2 separate regions of the Anser cygnoides genome follow, and region 1 is linked to region 2. A link is a contact called in public Hi-C data. All regions are on one chromosome and are shown on one strand. Each heading gives the region's core, a stretch centred on a gene start, on an enhancer-like site or on the middle of the called end of the contact. The rest is flanking DNA. Distances are from core to core; before and after follow the strand shown.

Region 1 (4,232 bases), core at 490-2,989, 200 kb after region 2:
ACCTCCAATGCCACCTCGTCTTCAGAGAGATGAGGGCAGCAAAAGAAAGTACTTGTTGCAGAGGAGGCACGAGGGTTAGAAAGATAAGGAAGAAAACCAGAGCATATAAGCAAAAAGAAGCAGGTCCTACATAACCACACCAGTCAGAGACCAGGTCTTACTTTGCCAGGCAATTGTGAGCTTCAATGAATATCTCCTGGGCCTTCTCTGGGAAGGTTTTCGTGCTGAAATCCGGATCATGATCCTTTACCTTCCGGAGACTGAAAAGACAAGAAAAAAAAAAAAGCTCTGCAGTAAGTAAAAAACATTTCAGTGTTTCAGGTGACAACAGTCTTATCCAGTTCTAGAAGCACTTTTCCCGGGGAGTAACTGGGAACCAGAGACTCCCTCCCCACTGACACACAGTCTCTAGGTGCTCATAAGAAAAACATACTTCTGCAAACCCCAAAAAAACAGACAAAGCGAGTACACGTTGCACCCCTTCGTGCCAGGACAGACGCCTTGCGTTCACTCTCACGCCAAGGACAGAAGCGGTACAAGAGCAACAACGTTATAAACAAACACACCACCTCACCACTGCGAGACAGAACTGGGCGAGACTTTGACACCACAGACTAATTAAAAGGAAGGTACATACGCCAGCTGGGAGGCAGCAGTCTGCTTCAGCTTCTCCACCCTTTGCTTCAGCCCATCTTTGGATAGGGAAGTCATGCGGGCATCGCCCTCAGGAGGGACATAAGGGTCTATAATATCAGCTGCATGAGAGAGAAGAGAGGTCAGGAGGCTCAAAAGCTGCCAAACGCTGCACGCTGAAGGAAACAGAGAGGCAGCACCCTGGCTGCTAGAGAAGGATTCCTCCCGGAAAACATCTTTAGGATGAAATAAGAGCGTGGCCACAAATGACAGGGGCACCTCTCACTGCGAACAAGCTGTGTTACACCATCAGCTCTCCTTCTCTTCCATGCAGCCCCAGGACATGAGGATAAGACACCCAGCAGGACAAAGCACGGCCTCCCATGCTAATGCTGGTCCCTGGGTATGAAGGGCCAACGGCCCCGCACACAGCTGGTAGCAGCAGGGCCGCTGCCTTCACCCACCCGGGGCAGAGCAGGTCACGGAGCCTGCTGCAGGCGGACGCTGTCAGCACGGCCGCAGCGAACTGCCCCCGGAGAGCCCCGCCGCACCTGTGCAGGCCAAGAAGAAGGCGCGCTCCACGCGGTCCTCGGGCAGCGCCCTGGCGGCGGCGCGCATGCTGCGCTCCTTCTGCTCCGGGGACAGCTCCCGGGCCCACTCGGGCACGAACAGCCGCCGCTTCGTCCTCACCGGCACCGCGAGGCAGGGCGGGGCGGCTCGGGGCGGGCGGAGCGCCGACCCCAAGGCCTGCGGAAAGGGAACGCAAGGCCGGGCGTTAACCGGGGGCCGGGCGTTAACCGGGGGCCGGGAGCGGCCGGCACCGGGCGCTGCTTCCCCTCACGCCTCCGGACCGCGGAGCCGCCGTCACCGCGCCCAACGCCGCCCCGGGGCGGCCGCCCGGGACCGTGCCCGGAGGGGGAGCCTGCCCCCGGCCCCAACCCGGCCCCTCACAGCGGCCCCGGCCCCCGTCCGTCCCCCCCCCGTCCGCCCCCGGCGCCCCGCACCCGCCGGCCCAGCAGCCCCAGTCCCGCCGCCCTCATGGCGGCCGCCATCTTGGCGCCGCACGGCCCGACGGGAAGGGGGGCGGGGCCAGAACGGGGGCGGGGCCCCGCGGTGGCGCGCGGGGGGGGCGGGGCCGTCGGGAGCCCGCGCGGCGGCGGCGAGTGGAAAATTCCATCGGCTGCGGGGGGGGGGGGGGGGGGAGGCTCCGCCCCCCCCGGCGCGAGGCGCCCCCCGGGTCCCGCGGGGGGGGGGGGGGGGAAGGCCCCCCCCCCCCCCCCCCCCCCCCCCCCCAGCGGGGTGGCGTGCACGGGGCGGGACTGCAGCACGGGGGGGGGGGGGTGCACCGTGCAAGGGGTGCACATGCACGGGCGTGCTGGAGCCCCCCTGCAGCACGGGGGGGGGCCCAACTCCCACCCCACTGCACTGTGCAAGGGGTGCAGCCCCCCCATGCAATGTCCTTGCGTGCCCCCCCCCCCGGTTCTGACCCCCCTCCCCAGCCCCTCCGTCCGTGTCCGCCTGGAAGTGGGGGGCTCCCTGCGGGGGGGGGCTGCGGGGGCTCCACACGGGGCACCCGGCCCCACATGGCTGGGAAGGTGCTGGGGGGGGCAGTGCCAGGCAAGCGGGTGCAGCACCCGCAGGGCCCCCGCGCAACCCCCCGAGGAATGCAAGGGACGGTGCTGGGGGGGGGGGTTCAGCCCCATCCGCCCCCCCCGGGGCAGCGCGGCCGCCAGCCTCCCAGCAGCTCGGCTCGGCTGGGCCCAGCCCGGTCCGTCCCGCAGAGCCGAGGGCAGCGGGGAGCAAAGCGTGGGGCCGGGGGGGCGGTGGAAGGCTCAGGGCTGCGCTCGCCCCCCCCGGCCGTGCTCCCAGCCCGGGGACTGTTGATCTTGGCCCGTAGGGAGCCCCCCCGCCGGACAGCTGGTTAATGTGTAGTGATGGCCCTGCTGCGCCCGGGACCGTTGATCCCAGCCCATGCCGCTATCGGGGCCTGGCCCCCCCCAGTAGGGGCCATGCCGGGGTGCACGGGGGGGGGGGGGGTGCCACTGGGGGGCTCTTGCAGCAACCAGGGGCAGGGATCTGCTCCAGCGAGGGTGGTGGCCCCTGGAGATGCCACCTGACGGTGGCCCTGGCCTGCCCGTGCTGACCCCCCCACCCCCCCCATTTACAAAACTCCCACATTTTGCCCCGTTGGGGCCTTTGCCGGGCTTGGGCAGGACCGGAGCACCGGGAGGAGCAGGGCTCGCTCCCGGCCAGGGCTGCGCCGTCCTCCAGGCAGGGCTTTGGCCGCGTTGGCACCGTCCCTGCACCACGGAGGTGCTTGTGCAACACGCCCCGGGTCTGCGGGGTGCAGGAGGGACAACGGGCAGGGCAACGGGCAGGCCGGCACGCACGCCACCGCCGCCACCGCTGCGAGGGGGGAGCAGCACAGAACGCTGCCAGCCCCCCCTCCTGCCGCGGCCTCGTGCTGGGGGCAGCCCCGGAGCCACCCCGCGGCTCCCAGCACCGTCCCCTGCTCCCAAATACCTCGGATTCCTGCCCTAAGCCGCGGCTGGACCTGCGAGGCAGGATTAGCCGGTGCCCTCCGGCTGCTCCCGCTCTAGCAGGGACGGCAAAAACCCATGCAAAAAGAGAAGAGAAGACTCTCCAGGATCTTTCTTTTTTTTATTATTTCTTTTTCCCTCTTTCCCTTGTTTTCCTAATTAAGCCAGGGCACTGTCAGCAATTTGTGGCTGCAGGATCCGGGCTCATTACAGACCCTGGCAGCCACCGCGTCCGCTTGTCCCCAGGCCTCCCCGCGCTGGTGCGGCAGGAGAACCCGGTTTGCTCAGGACACGGCAGAGGCGGCAGCTTCCCCGGGCATCTCCTCAGAGGCTCTCCTTCTCTCCCCCTTCCTTTCTTCCTTTCTTTCGTTCATGATTCTTGCTGACAGCAGCATCTGTCATCGAACAATGCAGCAGCGCGGGCCAGCCGCCGCGGCAGGGAGCCCCGGGGGTGCGGCGAGGCTCGTCGGGCACCACGGCACACGAGCAGCGGCACCGAGCGACCTGGGGTGGGAGGCAGAGCCCCGAGACAACCCCCTCCTGCCTTCATCCCGCTGCTGACCCTGCTGCGTGCCCGGGGAGAGGAGCGGGGGGAAAAGTCATCCTGCCCCACCAGGTCTCTCCTGCTGGCCGGGCGGCCGTCTGTCCCACCGGTCTGCCCGTGTCCGTGTGTCCCCGCGGAAGGGGACGGCGGCAATGCCCAAAGGGATCGGAGGAGCCGGGGAGGGTGGCGGCGCCCGGAGCCCTGCAGAGCTTCCCAAAGCCCCGCACGGCCCCAGCTGCTTCCTTCTGTCTCCTTCCCTCTCCTCGGGGCACTGTAGCACAACGCGGCCCCGAGAAGCCCCAGATGAACCCATGCTCATCAGCTGCTTGGTTTTTATAATTATGTGCTAAGATCCGTCTGTACTTTCTCCATGCCCCAGTTCGTGCTGCAGACTCCTCCAGGTCTCAGCAAATCCCCACTCTCTCTTTGCTTGGCGCTAGCTTATATTTTAAACAGTGAGATGTCACTTTCAGCGAAAATAAATCTTTTTTTTTTTTGGGGGGGGGGAGAAGAAG
Region 2 (4,558 bases), core at 441-2,940:
ACCCTGCAAGAATAACCGGACCGCAGACTGGAGACCGCTCTAGCCGGCAAACGGAAGCGTTGATGTTACTCTTGGAAGCGAGCACAAGGATGCCAGTGCCCTTAATCTCCCTCCAAAAAAACAGCTACGCAGAAACACGTTCTCCAGCGGGTGGTTGGACGAGTCTTGGGAAGAACGGAAGAGTTACAGCACCAAAACCAAAACAAGCAAGCATCCTTGCAGAGAGACCCTACACGCTGCCGGTCACACGGAGGCAACCTGGAGGGGCTGTTTTATGGCAGGAGACACCCCGGCACTGACTGAACGCAGAGAAATCCCCCGCCAGCTTCGCTTCCTCTTTTCACCTCCCCTTCAGTCACCTGGTTGCAAGCGAGCTCTCGCAGAAGATGTGAGCACAGACACATCAAACATAGGAAAAGCAGCAGAAAGCTCAACCTACAGACCCAGAGACCTGGCCTGGCAGGCGGGGAGAGGCAGCGCAGGACAGGTTCCCGGCCCGAGACAGGAGCGTGCAGCAAGACACCGAGGGAGAGCCTGCACAGGAAGAGGCTGGAGATACGCGGGGAGATGGATGGGATAATAATAGATGGGAAAACAGACATGCCAGCTGAGCCCAGAAACCTTCGTGTTATTCAAAACAAACCAACCAGCAGCATCGCCCTTCCTCGCTGCTGGGTTTAAGCGGCAGCAAACACGCACCCGTGCAGGCGCTGGTGCCGAGGACAAACTTTCCGGCCCGGTAGCGTGTGCGAGGGGCGTGCTCCGAGTCATTTAAAATGCAAATGGCCCTTATCTCGGGGAGGGGAAGGGCCGGCTCCCTCCCTGCCCTTGGGGGCGGCAGCTCCCGGGCCGCGGCCGCCCCCGGGGGGTTACCCGGGGCCACGGGCGGCCGCGGGCCGAGCCCGGGCACGGGGCGGCGGGGGGGGGGGGGGGGGGCTCGGGGCGCTGCCCCCTGCTCCCCCCGGGGCCCGGCACCGGCCCCGGGCCCCGGGCAGCGGCTCCCCCCCCCCGGTTCCCCCCCCCACGGAAGGAAGCGGCCGCCGGTCGCTGCCGGCGCCCCCGGTAAGGGGCAGCGCCCCGAGCCCCGGACCGTGGGTGCCCCCCCCGGGAGCAGCTGACGGCCACCTCCGCTCCCCCCGTCCCCCCCCCCCCCCTCCCCGGCTCCTCCGCGGCGGCAGGCCAGCGGCGACACCGTTATTTGGAACAATGGGGATAAAACAAAGCCCCCCCCCCCCCCGCCGCCGCTCCCCCGGCCTCCCCGCCGCTCCCGGGGCGCACGGCGGGGGGAAGGCAGCGGCGGCGGCCCCGGCCCCGGCCCCGCTCTGCTCCGCGGCCCGGGGCTGGCGGCGGGGCCGGGCCGAGCCGTGCCGAGCCGGGCCGGGCCGAGCCGTGCCGGGCCGGGCGCTTACCTTGGTGCACCGCCACATTGCAGCCGTGTCCATCGCAGTACACCAGCGGGTTCTCCGCCCAGCCCCGCTCATCAGAACAGACACAGCAGCCTCCCACCATCTCCTTCATACTTCCATGAGGGTTTCCTTCCCCCCCTCCTCCCGCTACGCACACACTCCTCCCTCCCTCCTCCTCCTCCTCCTCCTCCTCGCTCCCCCCTCCCCGCCCGCAGCCTGCCTTTCACACGGCCGCCCCCCGAGGGGCTCGGGGTGCCCGGCCCCCCGGTGGCGGCGGCGCGGAGCCGGGAGGCGCTCGGGGGCCGGGGGGGGGGGGGGGGGGGGACGACCCGGGGGCGGCGCGCCCCCGCCCCGCGCCCCGCACGCTCGCCCCGCGCCCGGGCACCCGCCCCCGCGCGCCCCCGCCCCGCCGCCCCCCCCGGCCATGATGGCCGCGCCCCGAGCGGGGCCCCCCCCCCCCCGGCGCCTCGCCCTGCGGCTGGGGGGCTGCTGGGGGGCTGCTGGGGGGGGGTCGTGCTTTGCTTTGGGGTTGGGTTCTTGTGGTTGTTGTTGTTGGAACCCCCCCCCCGGGCCGCTTTATGCTGCTTTCTTTATGGTTTTGTTGTGTGTGCCCCCCCCCCGCCTTCCCGAGCGGACCGGGCAGGGCTCCGAGCGCGCAGCCGGGGGCGCAAAGCGCTGGGTGCGCGCCCGAGCAGCCCCCGCGGGTCGCTCCCCGGCGATGAGTCGCGACCGTTCCCCAAATCCTATTATCTCCGCAATTCCTCTTTGACAGATTGGGGTTCCGCGAGCGCCACCGCCTGTCCCGCTCTCGGAGGCTCCTTCTGGAGGAGTTTTTAACCCGTTGGCACCTGTTTTGTGGCGGCGTCTTTCCAAGGAAGGGGAAAAATGTCCCCTTGGGGGGTTGCGTCCAGCAGGAGAAACGTCAGAAATCCCGTACAAACCAGTTAAAAGAAATAATCCTAGAGCATAGGGAGTGCAGCTCCGTGGGACTGCAGCTGCAGGTCTCCACACGGTATCACGGCACACCGCGGGGAACAGCCCTGCCTTTGGACGCACCACTCGGTTAAGACGAGGAGAAACGAGGAAAACCCGAGCACAGAGCACACAGATAAGTAACTCTTAGAGAATAGGTCTAGGAGGAAGCCAAGGAATTCGTGTAACTTGTCCGTGCAGCTCCAGCAGGGCCGGCTGCACCTGGAATCACTTGCCAGAGGACACAGAGCAGCAGGGGGAACAGAGCCCAGGTCTCACCGTCTCTCACACAGGTCCATCCCCAGCAGACCGTGCTGTCCTAAAGAAAAAAAAGATAGGAAAAGCAGCAGCGAATAACTTTTCGCCTGCATTGTGATAAAGAAAAAGCCATCCTCTTGTTGCTGCACTGCACAGCTCCGTTACAGCGGTGCTTTTGTCACAGGTCGGGCTGCTGGAGGAATGGTACACAGGAACCCCAGCACAAAGGTGCACTTAAACATGCCCAATTTGCACTTCTACTTTTTCGTTCTGTTCCTGCAAATCCTTGCTGCTTTAAACAGAAGTGTTATGAATTAGATGCAAAGAAGAGAGCAGTGTATCTTGCTTAGGAAATGCATGGGATTCATGGAATCATTCAACTACAGGAAATCTTTTTTTCCTTGCTCTTTGCTGGCTTGTGAGCACTGAAGAGAGATGGTTGTGGTAGTGGGAGAAAAAAGAAATTAAAAAAAAAAAAAAAACAGGAAAAAAAATCAAAAGCCATCCCTGCTGCGTCCAGGAGCAGGCACTTAAAAGTGTTTTCAGATGCTGGCACACGTGGGAGTGGCTGGGAGGTCCTATCTCTGCTCAGAAGTCTTCAAAACGATCAATGTTCCTGCAGGAATCTGCCCTACCTGGAACACATCAGCAGTTCCACTCGCCGTCCTACAAGCACATCGTGCAGCGGCTCCACAAGAACTGTTCCTGATTTACAGTAACTTAAACAAGAGCAGAAACAGCGTCAGTATCTCCTAGACTGGTGACCTTCCTCTTCTCACTCCAAGTTTTTTCCCTTGCGATGGGTAGGCTTTGAAAGGTCAGCATATCCTGTTGTAGAGTTTCTTTATAAAAAAAAAATCTTCTCATCAGAGAGCAGAGAGGAAACCCATTCCAACAGCCCTAATAATCACCAGTTTAGCATCCTTTATATTGCACCTGTTCAAGCGTTACATCAAGGGGCTGGAAGGCAGACGGCTCCCTGAGAAGCTGCCTGCTGGGTTGCTGTCTTCCTTTTATTACATTCCTTTGAGAGTCACAGGGGCAGACAATACGTTCACCACATTGCTGGAAATTCACTGAGCCTTAGCTCACTTTTCTGGGAGGGTTTCCCCTCCTCTCCCCCTCTTTTTTTCTTTTATCTATTGTGTTATGAACTTGTTTAAAAGAAAGGGGGGAAAATCTGGCTGGTTGCCTTTGTAACCTGGAGGAGATCCTTGTGGTTTAAGGTTGTCTTAGACTACAGGACAAAACGCTAAACATCCGCCAGCCCCTGACGGTCTTGGTTCCAGTTGGCCATGCTCACAGACACTTGGACTTGAACTGCAAATTTGCCTTTAGGGGATTAAGTTCCAATTTACATAACTAATCCCTGCGGTGAGGAAAGGCGAGGCCGGAGAGGAAAGGGCACGACTGTTCCTTGAGAAAAAATTGGGGAAAAGTTACGGCTGTGAAAACCGAGACATGGGGATACTGAAGTTACATTGTTCGTTTGTTATTTTATCAGTCTAAAATGTGCTCATACGTGTGAAGCGGGCCAAATAAAGTGATATATACTGACTCATGGGAACCACTGTCCTCGTGTATCTCAGTCATAACTGCGGACCAAAGTTACAGGAGTTATTACTAAACTTAGTAGTTTACTGCTATATACAGAGAATTTTTGATAAGGGAGCTGGCTTTTCCACAGGCTCATACGTCATGGCCAGCGCTGTCAGCCTTATTTCTGGCTGCAGAGTCTTTGTCACAGATGATCTTTCATCGGAGGGAGGTCCTTTGCATTTACTGGAGTAGTATTTAAAAATAGCATAAACTTAGTTACCATCTAAGTCGCTGACAGGGAAATCCTTGAGATAGGATAAATAAAATATTCTTACTGGGGTGTAGGGCCTTATCAGTGCATTTTTTTCACTCTTACTTCAGCT

The links. A called contact is a pair of places that touch in the nucleus more often than the background predicts.
Region 1: a Hi-C map of liver shows a contact between it and region 2, with 2.1 times the contacts expected there. The contact joins the promoter of MRPL45 here to the promoter of MLLT6 in region 2. A contact is called at or near these places in 2 of 7 Hi-C or Micro-C datasets (both in liver).

The regions. Positions count from the first base shown.
Region 1 is chr22:8,431,739-8,435,970 of Taihu_goose_T2T_genome, forward strand. MRPL45 (mitochondrial ribosomal protein L45) reads right to left here and starts at 1,740. Exons shown (of 8, transcript XM_066981600.1): 1 at 1,638-1,740; 2 at 1,185-1,380; 3 at 638-755; 4 at 162-260. The coding sequence starts at 1,685.
Region 2 is chr22:8,232,806-8,237,363 of Taihu_goose_T2T_genome, forward strand. It overlaps MLLT6 (MLLT6, PHD finger containing), which reads right to left and starts at 1,691. Exons shown (of 20, transcript XM_066981421.1): 1 at 1,410-1,691. The coding sequence starts at 1,518.